Regions from separate parts of the Rattus norvegicus genome. Here region 1 is linked to region 2. Evidence: chromatin contacts called from public Hi-C data. All regions are on one chromosome and are shown on one strand. The core of a region is the stretch at or near the end of the contact, and the rest is flanking DNA. Distances in the headings are between cores, read along the strand shown.

Region 1 (4,237 bases), core at 876-3,375, 230 kb after region 2:
TTTTTCATGAACTCTTGAAATGTTGCCTTGGGTGTCTTCAAGAGAAGCAAAGCCACCAAGAAGTGTGACAGTGATGAGAAGGCCCCAGCACCTTATTTATCACCCCAAACATCTACCAGACAACACACATTCATCTGGGACAAGAAACTACAACAAAATGCTTTGTTTCTGCCTAGAATACTCTTTGATAGCTCCAGATATTTTATAGGGAACAGAATCTATAACTGACATTGGATAAATGTGTGCCTGCGGTTACTGTTTTTTTGTTTTGATAAGGAGTAAGTAAAATTATCAACTACATCACATGGATTAAAAAACTAAGCTTCTTTGGTGGTAAAAAAAAAAGGGAGATGCTAATTCTATGTTTTTCTTCATCTCTTTGGGTTTACTGAGCATATATATGCTAGCTAGTGTCTTCGAAGCTCCAGAAACATTAGGGAGAAAGACAGGCCAGATACCACCTTTCTCAAGACTACTTTCCATGGGGGAGAAAGAGAACGAAGCAATGAATGCATAAGAAAGCACCAGCTACTATTTTCACCATCTCTATGCCTCAGAAATGCATTCTGAGGACTGTTCTAGATCAGCAGCTCTCAACCCGTGGGTCACAACCCCTGGTGGCGTCAAACTTTCGCAGGGGTTGCATATCAGATATCCTATATATCTGATATTTACATTATGATTCATAACGGTAGCAAAATTACAGTTATGAAGTAACAGTAAAAATAACTTTATGGATGGGGGAGATCACCACAACTTGGTATTAGGAAGATTGAGAACCAGTGCTCTCAATGGATTGCCATGAGGTCATATGCACTGACCCCAAGTGACAGAACACTCCACAGAAACAAAACCATGCGAACGGCTCCCAGTGCAGGAAGAGACGTGGCACTTGTGCTGTCTTTCAGCTCATTTTCCCATGTCTTTACTGGGTAATAGTCTCTGTGACAAGAAGAAAATGTCTCCTCTACTTACCTGACGTCTCCTCTACTTACCTGACATGTGCACGGTGCCCACACACAGCACCCACATGGTGCACAGTCTATGCTCACTATGTGTTAATGAATAACAAAGTTCCCGTGACCTTCCACTCCTTCTTCCCCAAGGGCAGAGCAGGTCCTCAGGTGTGAACCCTGTGCCAGCATGTGGGAGAACGGAGAGAGGAGGAAGCTGCTTTCCTCCCAGAGGCTGGCAGTGGCAGGCAGGCTCAGGGATCCAGGATTGCCTAAATGAGGTCACACCTCTGCCAACCAGTGTACAGCTTCATATAGAGACTTCTGATTTTTTGACCTGACAGGAATCTGAGGCAGACTTGGTTGAACTCACCTGCAATCTTCCAAAAGCGTGACCGGGTGCTTAGCCGCAAAGAAGGAAGCTTCTGATTAAGAGTTCAAATGTCCCTGAAGCCAAGCCACATGTGTAAGAGAAGCTCTTGGCTGCCTCCTTCGGGAAGAGGATGGGAAGAGCTAGCCCAGGTTCTGTCCTAGGGTAGCTGGATCTGTAACCAAATGAACATCATCATAATTCCATTAAAAAAAAATCTAGCCACACCTTTATGACTAGCACCCAAGAGGAAGAGGCAGGGGGATCTCTATGAGCTCGAGGCTAGCTTGGTCTACATAGCAAGTCCCCAGACAACCAGAGAGCTATATAGTGAGGCCTGCCTCAAAAGAGTGCCCCACCCCCGAAAAAACTAAACACACACACACACACACACACACACACACACACACACACACCCCTACCTGCTGGTTTTAGGCAGGCTTGGACTATTTGAGGGGTCATTTCCCACCACGCACCTTACATGTGTTTTGTAAAGCCCTGAGATATTTAAAGTCTGAAGGCCCTGTACTGATATCTCAAGTTCTACCCATACGATTCAATGTAACACGTTTTTCTCTTTCTCTAAAGGCTTGAAGTTGCTTTGTTTCATTTATCTAATGCAATGTAACAAGTGACCGCAAAACTTTGTGGCTTAAAATAACAATGGGTTGTCTCTCACAGGGTGGATCTTCTGCGTTAAGCTCGGACAGTAAGGATCTGAAGTCTTCTGGGAGCTGAGCAGGGACTAGGCGGGGTTGGAATGGCTGGAATGCGGATGTTTTAGGACCTTGACTAGGAGTTGAATCAGGGCTGTCTGCTGTGGACCTTGGTTCTTCTCTGTGTGGTATCTGCATGCGGCTTCCTGTATCGCCTCAGAGCACGGTGGCTGGCTTCCAAGAAGGACTGTGCCAACAGTAAGCATTCCAGGATGAAGGAAGTAGAAGCTGCCAGGTCCATTAAGGGTCAGCTTGGGAGCTGGCCAAGTGTCACTTCCTCTGCATTTTATTAGTGAAAGCACTGACGAGCTGGCCTGCAGTCCACACAGGAGACAACTGCAGAGCGGCCACTGAGGAATGTGTCCATCTGGGTCATTCAAATAGTAGTTGAGGATGTCTAAAAATAGCTGTTCTTTTGTTATCTCAGATAAATGAAACATGAAATAAATAACCACATGGTCCAGCAATCCCTCTTCTGGGTAAAGGGATGGGAAGAAAGGCCTTGAGGAGGCGTCTGCGCACTGGTGTTTACAGCCATTCACCGCAGCCAAACGGTGGGCACAGGCTTCATTTCTAAAGATGGATGCGTGGCTAAGCAAAATCTGATGCTGTCTGTTCCTTTGGCCTACTGTGAGAAAATATCAGTGGCTGGGTGGCATCTACGCAAGAGAAGTCTGTTTCTTAGGGTGATGGAGACTGGGCAATCTGAGACTGTATAGGTAAAGACTAAGTCTCTAGGTACATTTAGTTTCTGGTGAGGGCTCTCTTTGACCTTTCTCGTTGAAGAACTTTTACATGGTGGAAAGTGTGAGCAATCTCTGTGCGGTATACTTCAATTCTACACCTGTCCCTTGTGTCTCCTAATATTACCATGTTGGATGCTAGGATTGCAGCATATAAATTTGTGGAGGAGACAACTGGTCAGACCATTGTAGACCTGTGTACACAGGGGCATATTGTTTATCCTTAAAACGAAATGAAATTCGGGCACAAATGTTAACGTGGATGAGACTTACGTTGGGCAAACATGAGCTAAGGGGAAAGAAAATAACATTGTGAGAATCTTCTGATGGGCAGTGCTTAGAGCAGCCAAATCCATAGAGAGGAGAACAGTGATTAAAGGCCAGAGGCGAAGGGAACGGAAGTGACCGCTTGGGGAGTTCTTTCGTTTGAGGATATAAATAAAAATATTGTGACTGATTCTGACTAATCTGCTGGACTGTACACCTAAAATACTTAAACGGTGAGTGAATTTATTATGCATTTCTTACTACAATAAAAACATTGCTCTGAACTATGTGTGAACATGAAACTTTGATGTCACCTTTTTTTCCAGTATATTATACCATGTCACTAGGTAACTGACTCCCTGGGCTATTAAAAGGCCGTGGACCCGGAGTGAGGGTACCATTTGGAAGCCTGTGATCTTGCAAACTCTCTGGCTCACTACATGCCCTGAATCAGACCCCGTAGTTCGACCAAAACCCCTGACACTAATGTACTTGCTCATGCATGAAAAACACTGAATTACTTAGGCATAGTGTTATGTTTTGTTTGTGGACACTCAACTATAAAATACATACTAATTGTATTTTCCATTTTTCATCTTGGGATCATTAAACATTATTTAAACCCTTAAATATTTCCATTGGACTTTGAGGTGTTCCTGGTCCTTGACACCGTGTCAGGAGTACCTGGGGAATGCCATTAGTAAATTCTGGACATAGTCGCATCCTCTCTGCTCCTAATGCCTGGTTTTCCCTCTGTGGCTGCATTTTTTTCCCACCAGCTCCCAGATTGCCACTGGAGCTCTTCCCTTTAAGGCTGCTGCTAAGGAAGATGGTCCACGAGCACCCCTTAAAGCAGACCTAATTTCTCCCTAGGACACCTTGACCCAGTTCACAGGGGAGGGAGGCCAGGTCAGTCTTGTTCTTCCAATCACTGAGTGATGGAGTTAACTGTTAAGCCCCCATTTCAAACCACAACAACTTCTCGGAGTTTATTATGCATGCTGGAAGTCGCACGTGTTATATAGTCTACGGTTCAGTAGATTTCTTTTCTTTTCTCTCTTCTATCTATCTATCTATCTATCTATCTATCTATCTATCTATCTATCTATCTATCTATGTTTTTTTTTAGGACAGGGCTTCTCTCTCCTTGGCTGTCCTGGAACTCACTTTGTAGACCAGGCTAGCTTC
Region 2 (4,161 bases), core at 1,080-3,579:
TGCTGTGCTGTGTCTTTTCTTTCCTTTTCTTTTTCTTTTCTTTCCTTTCCTTTTCTTCTTCTTCTTTTTTTAACCTAACCCTTGCCAGCATCCTGTCTTATAGGAGATATGCTACCTTCTTTTTAACTCTCACTATTTCAAGTTTTCCCGTAAAACCCTTGGCAACGGAATTTTCCAAATTACACACAGTATATTTTTAAATGCTAAATTTAGAGATTAAAGGTGTTCATCGTGCATTCTATATCTCCAGCACTAGTTTATGAGCCTGTTTTTCTACCCTTGGGTCAACACAAGGTGGACCCCTCCCTGGAGCCTCGGCGGTTCTGACAGAGGTGACAAACATCTCACTCTGATTTCCGTCCAGTCGTCACTCTTGAGTCTAAGCAGGGGTCCCGGTGCTTCTTATATTTGTCCTGTGAGCCACCTGTGCAGATAGATCCTTTGTATGTTCTCGAAGCTTTTCCTCACTGACTTGTGACAGCTGCTTATATATTATAGACACAGTGCGGGGCTTTTTTTTTTATCGAAAATTTTTATCAAAAATGCTCCCCACAAAAGGCAGGATTTAAACTCATCTCTTGTATGCATTGCCCACCCCAGGTCCTCCAGCGCCTGAGTTGCATGGCCATCAAGGGAAAGATGTTCTTGGTGGCCAATCTTGGGACAAAACAGCCTTGCCTCGGCAGCGACCCTGGGTGCCCGCAGGACGGGAGATACCAGTTTAACACAAACGTCGCGTTCAGTGACAACGGAACCCTCGTCGGCCGCTACCGTAAGCACAACCTGTACTTTGAGGAAGCCTTCGATAGCCCTGCTGACGTGGACCTCACCACCTTTGATACGCCGTTCGCGGGCAAGTTCGGTATGTTCACTTGCTTTGATATCCTGTTCTTTGACCCCGCGGTCCGGCTCCTCAGAGACTTTGAGGTAAAGCACATTGCGTACCCTACGGCCTGGATGAACCAGCTGCCGCTCTTGGCAGCCATTGAAATCCAGAAAGCATTCGCCACCGCCTTCGGCGTCACCGTTCTGGCAGCTAACATCCACCACCCGACTCTGGGGATGACGGGCAGTGGCATACACACCCCTCTGAAGTCCTTTTGGTACCATAACATGGACGACCCCGAAGGTCACCTTATAATTGCCCGGGTAGCCACAAACCCACAGGGCCTCGTTGGGACAGAGAATACAACTAGTGAAATGGATCCGTCCCATAGGAAGTTCTTAAAAGTCTTGTCTGGGGATCCGTACTGTGAGAAGGATGCCCAGGAAGTGCGCTGCGACGAGGCTGCCAAGTGGAACCTGAACGCACCACCTACCTTCCACTCGGAGATGATGTATGACAATTTCACCCTGGTCCCCGTCTGGGGAAAGGAAGGCCACCTCCAGGTGTGCTCCAACAGTCTCTGTTGCCACTTACTTTTCGAGAGGCCCGCCCTGTCCAAAGAGCTATATGCCCTGGGTGTCTTTGACGGACTCCACACAGTGCACGGTACCTACTACGTTCAAGCCTGTGCCCTGGTCAAGTGCGGGGGCGCTGGCTTTGAAACCTGCGGGCAGGAGATCTCGGAGGCCGAGGGCTTGTTTGACTTTCATCTGTGGGGGAACTTCAGCACCTTGTATGTCTTCCCTTTATTTCTCACCTCGGGGATGACCCTAGACACCCCTGACCAGCTCGGGTGGGAGAGCGACCACTATTTCTTGAGGAAGAGGGGACTGTCCTCCGGCCTGGTGACGGCAGCTCTCTATGGGCGGTTGTATGAGAGGAATTAGGAAAACTGTGGTCAGCAGGTTGGGCTCTGCAGGCTGGCCTTGCCTTCCCACGGCCCACAGATCCCAAACACTGGGAAAACCGCCCCGCCCCTGTGGCACTGGATCCCACCCTGGGGAACTGTAAGAAGATGGGAGAGGCAGTTCCTCCTTCCTTTCTACATAATGACTGAGATATTTTCTGGTATTTTCTATTCACATTATTCTTTTTCAAGCCACACCCTCTTACCACTACTACACAATTGGTTTTAAAGACTAAGCCAAAAAAAAAAAAAAAAAATAAACATCAGCTGCCATTCTACAAACCCACGGGATACTAGATGGTTTTCCTTTGTCTTGTTTTGCATATTTCATTGCTAAGCTAGAGACGCCTTGTGGATGTTCCCCCAAGCCCTAACACATTCCGTGCTAAGAAATGCATTCTCAAAGCAAAGCCGCATAAAGGCTGCTGAGGTGATTGTCCCTATTCTGGCCAGCAGGAACTCTATCCAGAGGAGGTGGCAATGCCAGAGCCACTAGCAGTGTCAGAAATGTAGTCCTAGGAACAGCTTTTCAAAATAGAAGAGAGGCCTTTCTCACAGCTGCCTTGCTGTCAGTAGATGGGCGTGTGGGCGGGCCCGGGAATAGCTGGAAGAGTGCCTCGGTGGGGAAGGCAGGAGGGACTGGAAAACTTGAGTAAAAGAATGTTTCTGTCTGAGGCGGCTCATCTAGGGATTCCAGACTCTTTAATACATTGGCTGAGCTTTGCTCAACTGTGTGGGATACAGTGACACTGGTTTAGTTAAATGTGTAACAAATTGGTCTCCTCTGCCCAGAGTGGCCAGGTTCCCTATAAGCTAAGGGAGCTGCCTGGTCAGCCTGCCGAGGTCACACACTTTACTTAGCCCAGCAGCAGCCTTCTCCAAGGCCCCACCGGTGCACACAGCAGGGGCTGCCACAGTCACAGTTCCCCACTAGAAACTGACAGACAAGGTCAGAACAGTGAAGGCATTTATAGGCCACTGATGTCTAATTTGTGTCCAACGTTCAGAGCCATTTTAAAAAGGTATTACTTCTGGGTAGAGTAATTGTTTCCCTAATATTTTTATATTTTTTTTATAAAGCGTAGAAATGGATAGCCCTCTGATATTTGCCTTGTAATGTTGTTGCTGTTTAATGCTTCAAAAAATGTGTGTGTGTGCATGCGTGCGTGTGCGTGTGTGTGCGTGTGTGTGTGTGTGTGCGCGTGCGTGCGTGCATGCCTGTGTGTGTGTGTGTGCGTGTGTGTGTGTGTGCGCGTGCGTGCGTGCATGCCTGTGTGTGTGTGTGCGTGTGTGTGTGTGTGCGCGTGCGTGCGTGCATGCCTGTGTGTGTGTGTGTGTGTGTGTGTGTGTGTGTGTGTGTGTGTGTGTGTACTTGTACCATGGAGTGTATTAGTGAGAATGAGGTAGAGGCAGGCAGATGTCTATTCAGGACAGCCAGGGATACATAGTGAGTTCCAGTTCTAAAACAACAACAACAAAATTACCAAACTGAGATGAAAACTGAACTCTTCCCAACTCTGGCAGGGAAGGCCCTGTTCTGGTCCTTGGCAGGGCAACTAAGCGTGTACCCTGGATTCCAGTGGACTGCTCTTATGAATACGGCCTAGGCAATGGGTTTACACCTTCAGATGCTGTCTCACCCCTGGGGCAAGCACAGGCATCATGCCAAAGCACAAGACTTTGGTGGCGCCGGCCCGGGTTGACTCACTGCTTGCAGAGGTTTGGGATGAGTCAAGTCTTGAGGAAATGAACAGCTCAATCCCTTAGGAAGTCCTGGGAGTCCTTCGCCCTAGGAAGTCCCCCGGGAATGGTGCAGGACCTCTCCCACCAGATGACAGTCCCCGCCTGCCCTCCCAGTGCAGACTTTGCCAGCAGGCGGGAGCTGGCAGGCTAGATGTGGCTCCAGATGTGGCTGTCCCCAGTCCATGCTGCTTCCCTGCCCCCAAACCTGGAGAGAGAGAGAGAGAGAGAGAGAGAGAGAGAGAGAGAGAGAGAGAGAGAGAGAGACTCTTAAAAATGCATATCACGGGGTTGGGGATTTAGCTCAGTGGTAGAGCCACTGGGTTCGGTCCCCAGCTCTGAAAAAAAGAAAAAAAAATGCATATCACTACTTCATGCCAAGATGACACAAACCTGCATGAAAAGCAGGTATAGGAAGCAGCGTCCTGAGTGCAGAATGGCTACATCCAGTCCTCCCAGTAAGTGACATCTCATACCTGTCGGATCTTCATTTGTCCCTGCTGACTAGCGCCCAGACCACTAAGGACAATGCAGAAGGAATCACTCATGTAGACAGAAGGGCCACAGCTATGATGGGGGGTGAACAAGAGGACTCTTACGGTGAAGGGAAGTTGCCAGATGGCAGAAC

Evidence for each region. Hi-C and Micro-C count contacts between places; a contact is called where the count stands out from the background.
Region 1: a Hi-C map of hepatocytes shows a contact between it and region 2, with 2.0 times the contacts expected there. The contact joins two enhancer-like sites. A contact is called at or near these places in 5 of 12 Hi-C or Micro-C datasets (the A7r5 cell line, frontal cortex, hepatocytes and 2 more) and 1 of 1 datasets of contacts at active chromatin or transcription factors (oligodendrocytes).

Annotation. Positions count from the first base shown.
Region 1 is chr16:7,132,981-7,137,217 of GRCr8, forward strand. LOC134482452 (a long non-coding RNA gene) reads right to left here. Exons shown (of 3, transcript XR_010058562.1): 1 at 2,003-4,237; 2 at 1-1,498. Among named protein-coding and RNA genes, the nearest start is that of Ankrd28, 79 kb to the left of the region's middle. Within about 2 kb of position 2,126, at least 58 of the 93 cell types and tissues checked have an H3K27ac peak or open chromatin away from gene starts, as enhancers often do. A contact at or near this core is called in the A7r5 cell line, where this site is marked.
Region 2 is chr16:6,898,637-6,902,797 of GRCr8, forward strand. It overlaps Btd (biotinidase), which reads left to right. Exons shown (of 4, transcript NM_001012047.2): 4 at 601-2,075. The coding sequence ends at 1,773. Among named protein-coding and RNA genes, the nearest start is that of Btd, 29 kb to the left of the region's middle. Within about 2 kb of position 2,330, at least 59 of the 93 cell types and tissues checked have an H3K27ac peak or open chromatin away from gene starts, as enhancers often do. A contact at or near this core is called in the A7r5 cell line, where this site is marked.